Regions from separate parts of the Hordeum vulgare genome. Here all the other regions are linked to region 1. A link is a contact called in public Hi-C data. All regions are on one chromosome and are shown on one strand. The core of a region is the stretch at or near the end of the contact, and the rest is flanking DNA. Distances in the headings are between cores, read along the strand shown.

What was found. Hi-C and Micro-C count contacts between places; a contact is called where the count stands out from the background.
Region 2: a Hi-C map of leaf shows a contact between it and region 1, with 2.2 times the contacts expected there. The contact joins the promoter of LOC123398444 here to the promoter of LOC123452358 in region 1. A contact is called at or near these places in 2 of 6 Hi-C or Micro-C datasets (leaf and seedling).
Region 3: a contact with region 1 is called in a Hi-C map of seedling, with 3 times the contacts expected there. The contact joins the promoter of LOC123398442 here to the promoter of LOC123452358 in region 1. A contact is called at or near these places in 3 of 6 Hi-C or Micro-C datasets (leaf and seedling).

What each region holds. Positions count from the first base shown.
Region 1 is chr5H:531,594,331-531,598,369 of MorexV3_pseudomolecules_assembly, forward strand. It overlaps LOC123452358 (casein kinase II subunit alpha-2-like), which reads right to left and starts at 2,315. Exons shown (of 10, transcript XM_045129000.1): 1 at 1,942-2,315; 2 at 957-1,086; 3 at 1-5. The coding sequence starts at 2,174.
Region 2 is chr5H:531,849,712-531,853,750 of MorexV3_pseudomolecules_assembly, forward strand. LOC123398444 (peroxidase 50-like) reads left to right here and starts at 2,299. Exons shown (of 4, transcript XM_045092914.1): 1 at 2,299-2,680; 2 at 2,798-2,992; 3 at 3,072-3,237; 4 at 3,334-3,977. The coding sequence starts at 2,402. The coding sequence ends at 3,728. It also overlaps the pseudogene LOC123397166.
Region 3 is chr5H:531,786,434-531,790,472 of MorexV3_pseudomolecules_assembly, forward strand. LOC123398442 reads right to left here and starts at 2,221. Exons shown (of 3, transcript XM_045092912.1): 1 at 1,890-2,221; 2 at 1,310-1,449; 3 at 310-1,216. The coding sequence starts at 1,396. The coding sequence ends at 653.

The DNA of each region.
Region 1 (4,039 bases), core at 1,065-3,564:
TTAATCTGCATAAACACATGACAAGTAGGTTAAGAGCTTCATCACCAAGAAAGGCATTTTTATTTAATGGAAGTGCAAGGCATGACATGGTAAGAATAATGCATGTGTGGGCATTAACTATGGACTTAATCTTCTCTTTTTCTGGGAATTTATGAACAAGCAGATGGTTATTCTAATCATGAAAATAAACCCAGATTTATGATCAAACAAGGCTGGCATCAATCACTTCCCATTTCGTGGATCTGATTGTTTTCCTATTGGCTCTTCTCACCAAAACTTGTTACTTTGCGGGAGGTAGTGTCCCTTTCCTTTGAAGATGTTGCCCAATGGGATTTAGCCAGGAGAGTGGGTTAAGGGGATCAATGCGGGTGTTCGTGAGTTCTCTTATTTGTTCCCCTTAAAAACAAGTCACTTTGTCATTACAGTCACCTTTCATGCTTTTGAATGAATGGGCAGTGCTCCTACCAAGTTCCTCAAAAGGTAAATTGCCTAAACAGTTAAATTTTGCGACCAAGATGCCAAGCATCTGATGTGTCTTTTTAAGACATGGCAGGTATGATGACACACTCGCAAGTCTCCATCATAAAGTGACCGAGAAGCAGCTAAGAGTGGTCAAAAGACAATGCCGAGACTTGTTGAGGATGCTAAGAGAAAGAATGTGACACTTCTGGCCCCACACTAAAAGAGTTCCTGGACACTACTGACCTGGCACTCAAGCAAATTATGTAAGTTTTAGAAAAGTTCTAATTTTTTACTACAGTTTACTCAATTTATTTTATGTTTCTATCCCGTATTTTCTTGGTTGCACGCTCTACTCTTGATGGAAATCTTTTTGGTTCTGTATAATCCATAAAAGGATTCTTACTGGATCAAAAAAAAAAATCTACAGTTCAACATGCAATGATGCAAATGAGTAGTTCACATCTCAATATAAGTTACAAAGCTTCATATAGTACCTTCTTTTTCTTTACAGGCTTGAGTATCTTAATGACACATTTCTCGCTATTGTTAACACTGAAGCCTTCAAACACTTCACTATATTTACCTCTTCCAACTTTCCTGACAACCTCATAGTCATCCTGCTCACTGGTTAGAGATGTGGCAATGGTTAGCACGGTATTAGTTCGGTGGAAACATGAAAAGCATAAGAGGCTAAGGTTCCAATTACCTTTCGCCAAAAAGCATTAAACTAACCCAAAAAAGGATACTGAGCATAAATCTTAAGGGTTGATTTATAACGTAAATCTTTACTGATCAGAAGTCGCAAAGAGAAGACAGGTATTCTTAGAAAAGACGTTCATATCACCATGTTGGACAGAACATTCACACTTTTTCCCCTACAGTCTCTTATAGTCTTATGAAGTACAGATGGAACAAGGAGGGTCAGCTAATCGGCTACAATTAATCACAATGCTTTTGCACACTTAAAAATATAATCAGAATAATTGACAACAGAATCAAACTAAGGCCCGATTCTTTTTGACTGCAGAGAAAACCCCCATTCTTCAATAAACCTTTCTGATCAGGGATGTGGGAATATCAAAAACCAATCTTGAACTCAATGTCATTTGCCCAAAGTAACTTCTTAATTTCATAAGCTTTGTGCTGAAGCTACCAAAGCAATATTTAACACACGGTTTTATAAGGACACAAGGACCATATTGCTCATATTCTCGAGTGCACCTCATATTCTCGAGTGCACGCATGCGCAGACAAACTTCAGCCCCTAACCAGCAATCACACCCTGCGATTGACAGGGATGAAGAAAAATCCGCGAACCTCGAGCTAAATTTCTACAGAACACACTCCTAATCTTAGCGCAGCCCCAACGAATAACCCACACCCAGCACTGACCGAAATCCACAAGCATACAGGCCATTAGCAAAGTGAACACAGAAAATAGCCATGGCTGATGATTAGGGCGTGACGTCAGCGCCTTACCCCCACTGGACGGTGAGCGCCTCGTAGTCCCAGTACTCCTTGGGGCGCACCACGTTGACGTCGGTGTAGACCCTCGCCTTCGACATGCTGGGCCCGGATCCCGCGGCGGCCGGGGCGCAGCGAGGGGACAGGGCGATGAAGGAGGACGCGAGGGCGGCTACAACGACGGCGGCGGCGGAGGCTCGAGCTACGGAGCTGGCTGGTGGGCGCTTCCTCGGAGGGGCATCGCTCATGCGGCCATCGCCGGCGGCGAGGGCGGGCTAGGGTTTCCGGCTGGTGGGTGGGTGGGTGGAGGAGGGAGAGATTAGCTGAAGATGAATCTTTTTTATTAGTTTAGGCGTGGAGACAGAGGTGGAGTGGGACGGAGACTCTGGAATCCGCTGGTGTTGGTCACTGACAGGTGGGTTTATTATTGCCTGGGGCTGAATCATTGAATCTACCTAGCGATAGTCCCAATCCTAAAAATAAAAAAATCAGTCGGTCCATCTGGTGCCGTCTCATGCGACTAGATCAAGCGGATCGCATCTCATCTCGCAGCGCGGGGACTCTCTTTCCAGCGACCTTCTCCTACCACGCGCTATGCTTCGTTTCGATTTTACCACTGCGGCGGCGAGTTAGTACGGGCGAGCAAGCGGCGACGACGCGCGGCCCCGGCGAGGCCGCCGTCTACCCCGCATCGACGACAAGCTGCGACGGCAAGCAGCCCTCGACGAGTAGCGACGGCGAGCTGCGATGGTCGTACAGACCCGACGAGGTTGTCGTTTCCCCCGTCCCCGCGAGCACGGTCACCTCTTTTTCCAACTCTGGTGGACGAGCTACATAATTGCGACGGCGAGGCGCACCGATGACACAGGGATGCTCGAACCAACATTGATTTTTGCTACATGCTTCAACCGGCATCACAATTTGCTACAATCGACATTGCTATCTGCTACCACCGGTGTTGCATTTTGCTACATCGCACGTGGCTTCGCGATTTTTGCTACAACCGGCAACGAAAAAAGCTACATCCGATGACGTGATTTTCTGCAGCGGCCACAATGAAGTTTGTGGTGACGATGGTGGCGCTGCGATTTTATTGGAACCTGCAATACAAAAGGCTAGCACTGATTGCCAATTTTGCTACAACCAGCAACGAAAATAGCTTCAACCGTCATGAAAAAGCTTCAAGCGACATGGAAAAAAACTTCAACCACGAAAAAAGTTTCAACCGAAGTGAAAGAAGCTTCAACCAGAGTTTAAAAAACCTTCAACTAAGGGGGGCAAGCATGTGCATGCACGAGCGTCAACGACGACGAGCGACGGGGGAAGAGGTGTTAGAACATATTTCTCCATATGTGGTTTTGGTAATTGATAACAAGCCCTATGGACTAATGGTTGCCTTAAGTTATATTTGTAGGATTTGTTCATAGTCACTTCTTGAAGTCCATCTGTTGGTTTCAAAGAGTTTATATGATGACCAATGTGGTATTCAAGGTATTATTCAAAGAATGGTCATAAAGACACAAGGTTGATCAAGACTAAGACAAAGAGTAAATCAAGTTGATCAACACACAAAACGTACAAGATGTACCGAGAGGGATCAAGTGATCCCATGGTATGGCAAGCATTGTCCATTACGCTTTTGTATACTAACTCATGGTCTTCGTGAGAGTTCTGTGTGGGGTTAGGTGTGTTTTCATGGGTTCGCGTCAAGAGGTAGATCTCATTCAACCCATGAAGGATGACATCAAGTGATGATCGTCATCAAGACTGCGGTGTGCAAGTACAAGTGGAGCATCACAAAGATATCATGCTTGAAGCTTGCCGTCCATTGTGGTGGCGATGGACTTGTGAAGATGTGTTGAAGAGTGGCTCACCCATAGTGAAATATGCGGGAGCAATTTACAAGTCTTCATCAAGCCAGCGCAATCAAGAAAGATGGTACATCTTGAGGAAGTCAAGATCGTCATCATCGCTCAAGTGAGCTATGTGCAAGGTATAAGCGTGCCCTTGATAGGTTTTGCTATTTTAGGATAGATTGTTGTAGTGTCAAGGGGGGCTCTCAAGTGAGTAACTTGATCGTATCGTTCGTTGAAAGCTCAAACCATTTTTATCC
Region 2 (4,039 bases), core at 1,049-3,548, 260 kb after region 1:
CGCCACAGCGGACGCGGAGGCAAAGTACGAGGCCGCCCAAGCTATGGAGATGGCGGAGCAGACCGCCATCCTTGAATTCATCCAGGACAAGGCCTACATCGAGGCCAACCGGTAGTTCATCCGGCAAGAACATGCGACGACAAAGGCATTCTTTCCCAAACTGGATGCGGAGGTGGCGGGGGCGGAGGAGGTGGCAGGGGGGAGGAGGCTCCGCAGGCACATGAGCTGCCTCACTTGCATGTCTACCAACGGGCACGAAAATTGTCGAAATCTATGACGACGAGTAATTTTAGTTATGTACCTATGGGGCTGTTTGCTTTGAGGCTAACTTTGTCAAAGGTTGTCACACCTAAAGTTAGACAAGTTTAATCAACTTAGATGGATGTTTGGTTCAAGCCACACTAACGTCATACACTACATACACACATAAAAGTGTGGTAAGATTCTCCTAGGCTTGCCAACTTGTGGCTCTTATTTTGAAGAACGAACCTTAAACAAATGTGACAACATTATGTGGAAAAGCATGACATTGCTAGGTGTCGAACCAAACAGCCCCTAGTACATAAGATTTTATTTGCATGACTAGTATGAATTTAAAGTGCGAAGTTTAAGTTTCATGGTTGTGAAGGAGTAATTTTATGTGCTGTCGGATAACTGCCCTTGGGCGTTTGGGGGCCGACTTTTGTGTTTGTGGTTTCACATGTTCTAAGAGCATTGACAATCGTAACTTGCAAATCCGGTTCCTCAAACGCCCGCGTCCGCGTCCGGATGCGTCCGCGGACACTGACCAGTCACGTCTCAAGTCTACTCGTCCACATTCAACTCTTTCATATTTTATCCCTTAGATCCATAAAAAGCATGCAAAATGAATAATTTACATACTACATACTATGCTATTCTTCGTCTTCGGAGATGGTCAGAGCCACCTGCGCCGGAGCCTGAGCCGGCTATGCGGCCTCCTGCGCAGCCCGCACCGCCTCCATCTGCTGCCGATGGAGACCCCTGGCCTCCGCAGCTCACTCCAAGCGGATGGAGTTCAGGATAACCAGCTGTTTCGGCCACAGATCCACGTCCTTCATGTCGGTGCCCCCTCCTCCCGCACATCCAACGGCGGCGCCTCCTCCGCCGGCTCCTGCTGGTCCTCCCGAACAACTAGCAGCGGCGCCTCCTTTGCCAACTCCTGCTCCTCGTCCTCGTCCATCCCCACCTCATCCTCCTCTTCCTCCTCCACATCCTCGGCCTCCTCGAAATCCTCCTCTGGATACAGAGGTAGCCCCACGGCCCTCCGGATCCAGACCTGCGCAAGGAGCGAGAGACACTGCTGGACCGTGTAGTGGTGGCGGGGGGGGGGGGGGAGGGGGCATGACTGACGGGCTCGGGTGGCGGTGGAGGAAGGGAGGAGGGGGATGTGCTAGGGCTGAGTGATGTCGGCCGGCTTAAATAGCCGGCTATGGATAAGGACGGGGAGCTGAAGCAGTGCCACACGACGTTCACACCGCGCCAACGATGGAGGCGCCCGTTGGACGATCGGGTTTTCACGCGAGTCTGCATGAGGTCACGCCGTTAGGCCGACGTGGCGAGCATGCCCGGGTTTCTTATATCCGCCCCATATTTGGGCTGAATATGAGGGGTGCCGGTTAACCCGGACGTTTGTGGCCCGTTTGAGGGGTCCGGCTAGCTCGAATTTTTATGATCGGTCAGTGACTGGACGATCTGTCCGGACATTTGAGGCGGATTGAAGGGGGGGCCCGACTGTAGATGCTCTAGTAAGAGGGTGCTTGGATCCATAGGACTAAAACTAGTCTGACTAAAAATAGTCTCTTTGAGAGGCTAAAGTTCCAATCACCCCTGACTAAAGTGGGACTAAAACTAGTCTAGAGACTAAAATCTTTTAGTCACATGAACCCCTACTAAAATGTGCATTAGTCCTCTCTCTCCTCATTTAACTCCTCATGCAAGTTCTGGATTGGAGGGTTTGGAGGATAATAAATGCTCATTAACTTGATTTTAGTCTCTTTAGTACTTGGATCCAAGCATGGGTGAGGCTAGCAAGTTTTAGTCTCACTACTTTTAGTCATGGGACTAAAACGTATCCAAGCACCCTCTAAGTCATCTCACCAATTAGTGCACAGTATTGGTAGATGATACAAACGCCAAGAGTTCATTCAATTCACACACCGTCACATCAAAGGAAAATAAATTTCCCAAACATCCCACACATGTACATCAAGAACCAGTCCTAAATTAGACCAAAACACACGCATCTCTCCATAGACCAAAGATTGTCAACTCTTCACGCTTTTCTTCCACAGCGTGACAAGATCTTGTTTATCACACCTTGCAATTTAACTATCTTTGTATCAGCGATCCATCACACACCTCGTTGCTCTTGCATGTATAAATGACCCTTCATTTGTGCACCACCTACAACATTCCTGCACCACCTACACAGGCCATCAGGCAGAGAAGTAAGATGTCCCGGTCCTGGTCGTGCATGGCGCTGCTCGTCGTCGCCCTCTCCGCGCAGCTCGGCGCGTCCGACCTGTCGACGGGCTACTACAGCAGAAGCTGCCCCAACCTGGAGAGCATCGTGCGCGGCGTGGTGACGCAGAAGATGGACGACAACATCCGCACCATCGGCTCCACCATCCGCCTCTTCTTCCACGACTGCTTCGTCGAGGTACGTTCGCCGCACGCAGTAACACTTGCACTGATGCTTGTTATGCCCGTGCTCTCAAAACTTATAGTCATCGAGTGGTTGATCTATGTGTGTGTATGCGGCGGTACGTACGTGCAGGGTTGCGACGCGTCGGTGCTGATCCGGTCGACGCCGGGGAACCCGACGGAGATGGACGCCGACGACAACAAGTCCCTGGCGTTCGAGGGCTACGAGACGGTGAGGATCGCCAAGGTGGCCGTGGAGGCCGCGTGCCCCGACCTGGTCTCCTGCGCCGACATACTCACCATCGCCACACGAGACGCCATCGCCCTGGTACACGCACAGTGCACGTCTATCGGTACATTAATTTCCCACCGGACATGCCTGAGCCTGAAGTTTGATTTGCGTACAGAGCGGCGGGCCGTTCTACCCGGTGGAGCTGGGGAGGCTGGACGGGCTGAGCTCCACGGCCAGCAGCGTGGCCGGCAAGCTGCCGCAGGCCACCAGCACCCTCAACGAGATGGTCGCCATGTTCAGAGCGCACGGGCTCACCATGTCCGACATCGTCGCCCTCTCAGGTGAACCACGCACCTCTCCCAGCCGTACCTACCTCTACCTGCGCCGCGTGGATGTACTCCTACTAACATGACAGTTCATGGCTGGTCGGCATGCAGCGGCGCACACCGTGGGGCTCGCGCACTGCGGCAAGTTCAGGGACCGGGTGTACGGCAGCCCGGCGGACGCGACGCTGAACCCCAAGTACGCGGCGTTCCTGAGGACCAAGTGCCCCGCCGACGGCTCGTCGGACCCGCCGGTGCTCATGGACCAAGCCACGCCGGCGCTCTTCGACAACCAGTACTACCGGAACCTGCAGGACGGCGGCGGCCTGCTCGCCTCCGACCAGCTCCTCTACAACGACAACCGCACGCGCCCCCTCGTCAACTCGTGGGCCAACAGCACGGCCGCCTTCAGCCGGGGCTTCGTCGACGCCATCGTCAAGCTCGGCCGCGTCGGGGTTAAGTCTGGCAGCGACGGGAACATACGCAAGCAGTGCGACGTCTTCAACTGATGACGAGAGGGATCGAGAAATGCATATTCCACCGGGATTGCTACGCTGTCTGAAGTCTGAACTAGTGTACGCGCATGCGTCAAAGGTGCATGTGTACACGAAATGTGTATCTGTGGCACAGAGATTCGTTGGGTTTCACAGTTCTGTGGGGTTTGTAAATGATTGTACTATATGTTGTTTGATTCGTTGAATTCGAACGTGCGAAGTTATATATATGCAAATCAAATGAATAAGAAGCATTCCGCATAAGTAATGGGGGGCATAACTGCTAAGTACAATGTCACCTTTTGTAGTTTTATCTGCTAACGGAA
Region 3 (4,039 bases), core at 971-3,470, 190 kb after region 1:
AGTAGTTGAACAAACATTTTCACGCAGATAATAGTTCTGCCCTTATGTGGTAAAAGCTGAAAATTCTTAGGTATGATCTTAAGTTCTGGAGTAAGGAATTTCCTGCTAGTCTATCCTAACTCTCACAAAGTTTGATTGAGACTTGATTGTGTGTCTCAGTCGATCTTTTATGTCTCCGTTGATGTTTATATTCATGAAATTTTACATCAAAATACATACATTTTCTTTTCTTTTGTTACATGTTACGTCACTTGATTAAGAATTGGTTAAGTTTCAGCCAACCAAGACCTAATTAACCACACCCTTTAATTTCATACAGAAAGACTGCCCCATTAAAATAACAGCCAAAGTCACCACTTACAAAAGCAAATTAAGCTACTTGCAGTGAGAGCCAACCATGATTAGCATCATCTGAAAAGCCCCTACATTCTTCCCTTTCCACCTGTGGAAAGTGGCTCCTACATTACCCTCAACGACAAAGTTAAAAAAAAATTGGATTAGCTTGATCCATGATTAACCTGGAAGCACAGAGACACAGTACTCCTACTACAACTCAAGAAACAGGGAGTCAAACTGCCTGCCACTAGCCACGAGACAGACGGCGACGGTACATGCATGCGCCGGTCGGTTGCCTTCCATTCCATGGCTAGCTTCATGCCATCCGTAGGCTGAGCCAGTGGAACAGCAGCGGAGAAGGCTGCTGCACCCCGCCGTCCTCCACCTGCACCGCCTCGAACACCGCCGGCCTCCGCTTGTGGTACGGCGAGCCCGCTCCTGCGCCAGTGCCGGCAAGCTGCTGGTGCGCCTGCGCCTGCTGCCAGTCCAGGCCGCCGGTGGGCGTGTCAGACTCCGTCGTGGACGACGAGAAGCTCTCCCCGGGGGAGCAGTGCTCGTTGCTGTACCGCTTCTTGCCGCCGCTGCCCACGGCGAGCGTGAGCTCCAGCTCCGCCTCCTCGTCGTCGGTAGCCTCCGGGCTCAGCTGTGCCTGCGCGGCGCGAGGGGTCGCCGCCGCGTGGCTGCCGCGGCGGGCAGCTCCGTGCTGCCACTGCTGCTCGTAGGAGCACGCATCGAGCGCGCTCGCCCTGCGGCGGTCGTACTCGGCGCCCGGGGAGCCGTTCGGGGAGGCGGACAGGCCGCTCTGCTGGCTCTTGATCTCCCTCTTGAGGTCCCGCATCAGAAGCTTCTGAATTCTGTACAGGCGATGGAGATCGTGCACCTGCGACAACGTACAGAAATCATGAGGCCGCAGTCTTCTTGACACGGGGAGGATAAAGTTTGTAGCTTCTGAATTATGATCTTATTACTGTACCTGCTGCCTGAAGGTCTCCTCATGCTTGAGCATGGCCATCTTCAGGGCGTCTTTGTCGCAGTGCATGAAGGCCTGCTCCATCGGCATTGCGGCGATCTCTTTCTTGATCTTCTTCTTCTTCTTCTTCTTCTTCTACGGACCTGCATTGAGAGATAGCCAGAACATAAGCCTCTGCTCCAAGTGTTTCCAACTACACTACACTGTATCCTGTCATACAGATATGAGCTTGAACAGAAGGTGAGCACACGAGCTGATCTCCCGTACTACAATGCAGCCACGCAATTGGAGCTTTAGAAGTGGGATCGAGAACCGGGCACTAGATTCACAGGAGAAAAAGGAAGCAAAAAGAGGGTAAGGAGAACAGTGTTCTATGTATGACAGGAGAATCTCTCTGCTGGAGTAACTGTATTCTGAAGCAAGTCACTCACAACCCAAAATATGCTCGCACAACCAGAGCACCAAAAGGGCAGAAAAAAAGAGCCTGAAAAGGGCTAAAAAATGATTGAAAACGGCATTGGAGATTGATGAGCACCGAATCGTGAGGAGAAAAGAAGAGAGGCAGGACGAGCTCATTTCTCACCTCTCAATTACCAGATGTCAGAGAAGTGACTCAAGAACTGAGGTGCCACTGAGCTCCAACTACCACTCACACTCACTTAGCCCTGTTTCTTCTCTCCTCGCTATCGGTTTCCGATCATTGTATGGTTCCAAAGGCCACAGGCTTTCCCTTTTATACACATCAACCAGCAGACCGTCGTCTCCATCCGTCCCTCCCTCTCTGTCTTTCTCTCTCACACTCTCCTCCTCTCTGAAGAAAGAGAAGGAAAAGAAAAGGAGGAGGAAGAGGAGGGGACAAGACACGAATGATGTAAGATTCCTTTCACAGTGGCATTTTTAACCAGGCCTGCGCTGCACTGCAGGCAGGCATGCCGAGCAACGGAGTAGCACTGTAGGAGGAGTATCTTTCTCTCTCTCTCTCGCTTGCTCTTGCGGCATGCAGTGCAGCAGCGGCGGAGCCGAGCAGAGGGGACAGGACTGGAGGTGGAGTAAGGAACGGGCCACCCGCATAGTAGTAAATTACACGCCCAAGTGTGGATCTGTTGATAGAGAATTCCTACTATCCCTGAAACGGAGAGCAAAAGATTGGACTTTGTTATTCACTGAGAGAGAGAAAGGAGCGTGATGGATGGATGGATGGATGGATGGATTCAAAAGCAGCATTTTTTGAGCCAAAATGAGTGCTCCGAGAAGCTTTTACGATGACAGCAATACGTCACCCAGCTTTCTTTTCTTTGTAAGTATTCTTCTCTGTCGTCTGTCGAGATGTATGTACAGTGCTCCAGTGGTACGAGATGTCAACACAGCACCAGCTTTGTGTACATCATTTCATTTCACCACGGACGGTACCGTTGTTACCACAACGCCCGTTTTTATTTCGAAGTTAGGGCTTGTTGGGTACAGCAGGGAAAGAAAGCTCCGTCCATCCAGTACACTGACACACCGTTACCAGCAACCGTTAAAACAAGAAGTGTTCTTATTTTTCAAGCTTATTTTGTCTGAAAGCTCTTTTCGATCCATCATAGGCAGGAAGGCAGATTAGACGTTAGAAGTTAAGAGCCTCGCACACCTTAAATGACCCCTCGTATATACACAAACGCGTCTGATAAACGATCCAACTGGAGAAGGAGGAAAAAAGTAACCCAATCAAATATCTCATATCAACTCTAAACGTCCGGACTATCCACGAATTTTTCTATCCATCTCAAATATTAGAAGGATATAAAGGGTTTGCGGACAAGTTCGGTCAATCCATCATATAGGACGCGACCCGATCCCATTTGAAAACGCGAATTTGCAAATCAGGAATTCATGATCGAAGATGTTGTAACTGAAGCTTTTTTTTCTTTTGTAAAAAACCCAGCAGAATCGCTGTGATTCCATTGAAACGCAGAGCCCCTGAACACAAGTACCGCAAGGTGCAGGCCATACATACAGAAGCCCCGACTGCTCTCCCAAAGGACATGCATTTTACTGCTTTGACCAGATCATTGAGGCGCCGAAATAAACCATTATTTTTGTTGTTCTCCATTACTTTCTTTGACCGAATTGCTTCAGTCCTTGTATAGTTAATTAAGTGTGGCAGTACCGCGACACTATTTTTCATGTGGATCATACGGTGATCTCATTTGATTTGGGTCAAGGACTCCTTCCCTCCCTCTGGTCAGGGTTCGTCAGGGTGGCAGGCCCAGGCCCAGGCCCCGGCCTAGTAAGTGGTCCAGCTCCGGCCATTCTTCTTCTCGATCTCATCCTCGCGCCGTACCTGAGGTACAGCCCTAGGTATGCTAGCCGGTAGCATCGATAATACTCCCTCCGTATCAAAATAACTGTCTTAACTTTGTACTAACTCTCGTACAAAATTGTATTAAATTTAAGACACTTATTTTAAGACGAAGGGAGTAGTAATTTGAAGAAAAATGCGTTGAGACTGACAATTTGTATGTTGTGTTTCATGCATATGTTACTATTGTATGATACTATCTTTATAGTGCATAGTATTATAAGTGATCTCATTTATTGACATGCATGACACAAAATAGTATAGCATTTAACATGTTACGATATCTACTTATGTTACTCTAATCCTCTCTCTCTCTTCTTTAATTACTTGCCACATCACCATATTTACTAGTCCTAATACTATGTTACTAGCTTATGATACCCTACTATGGT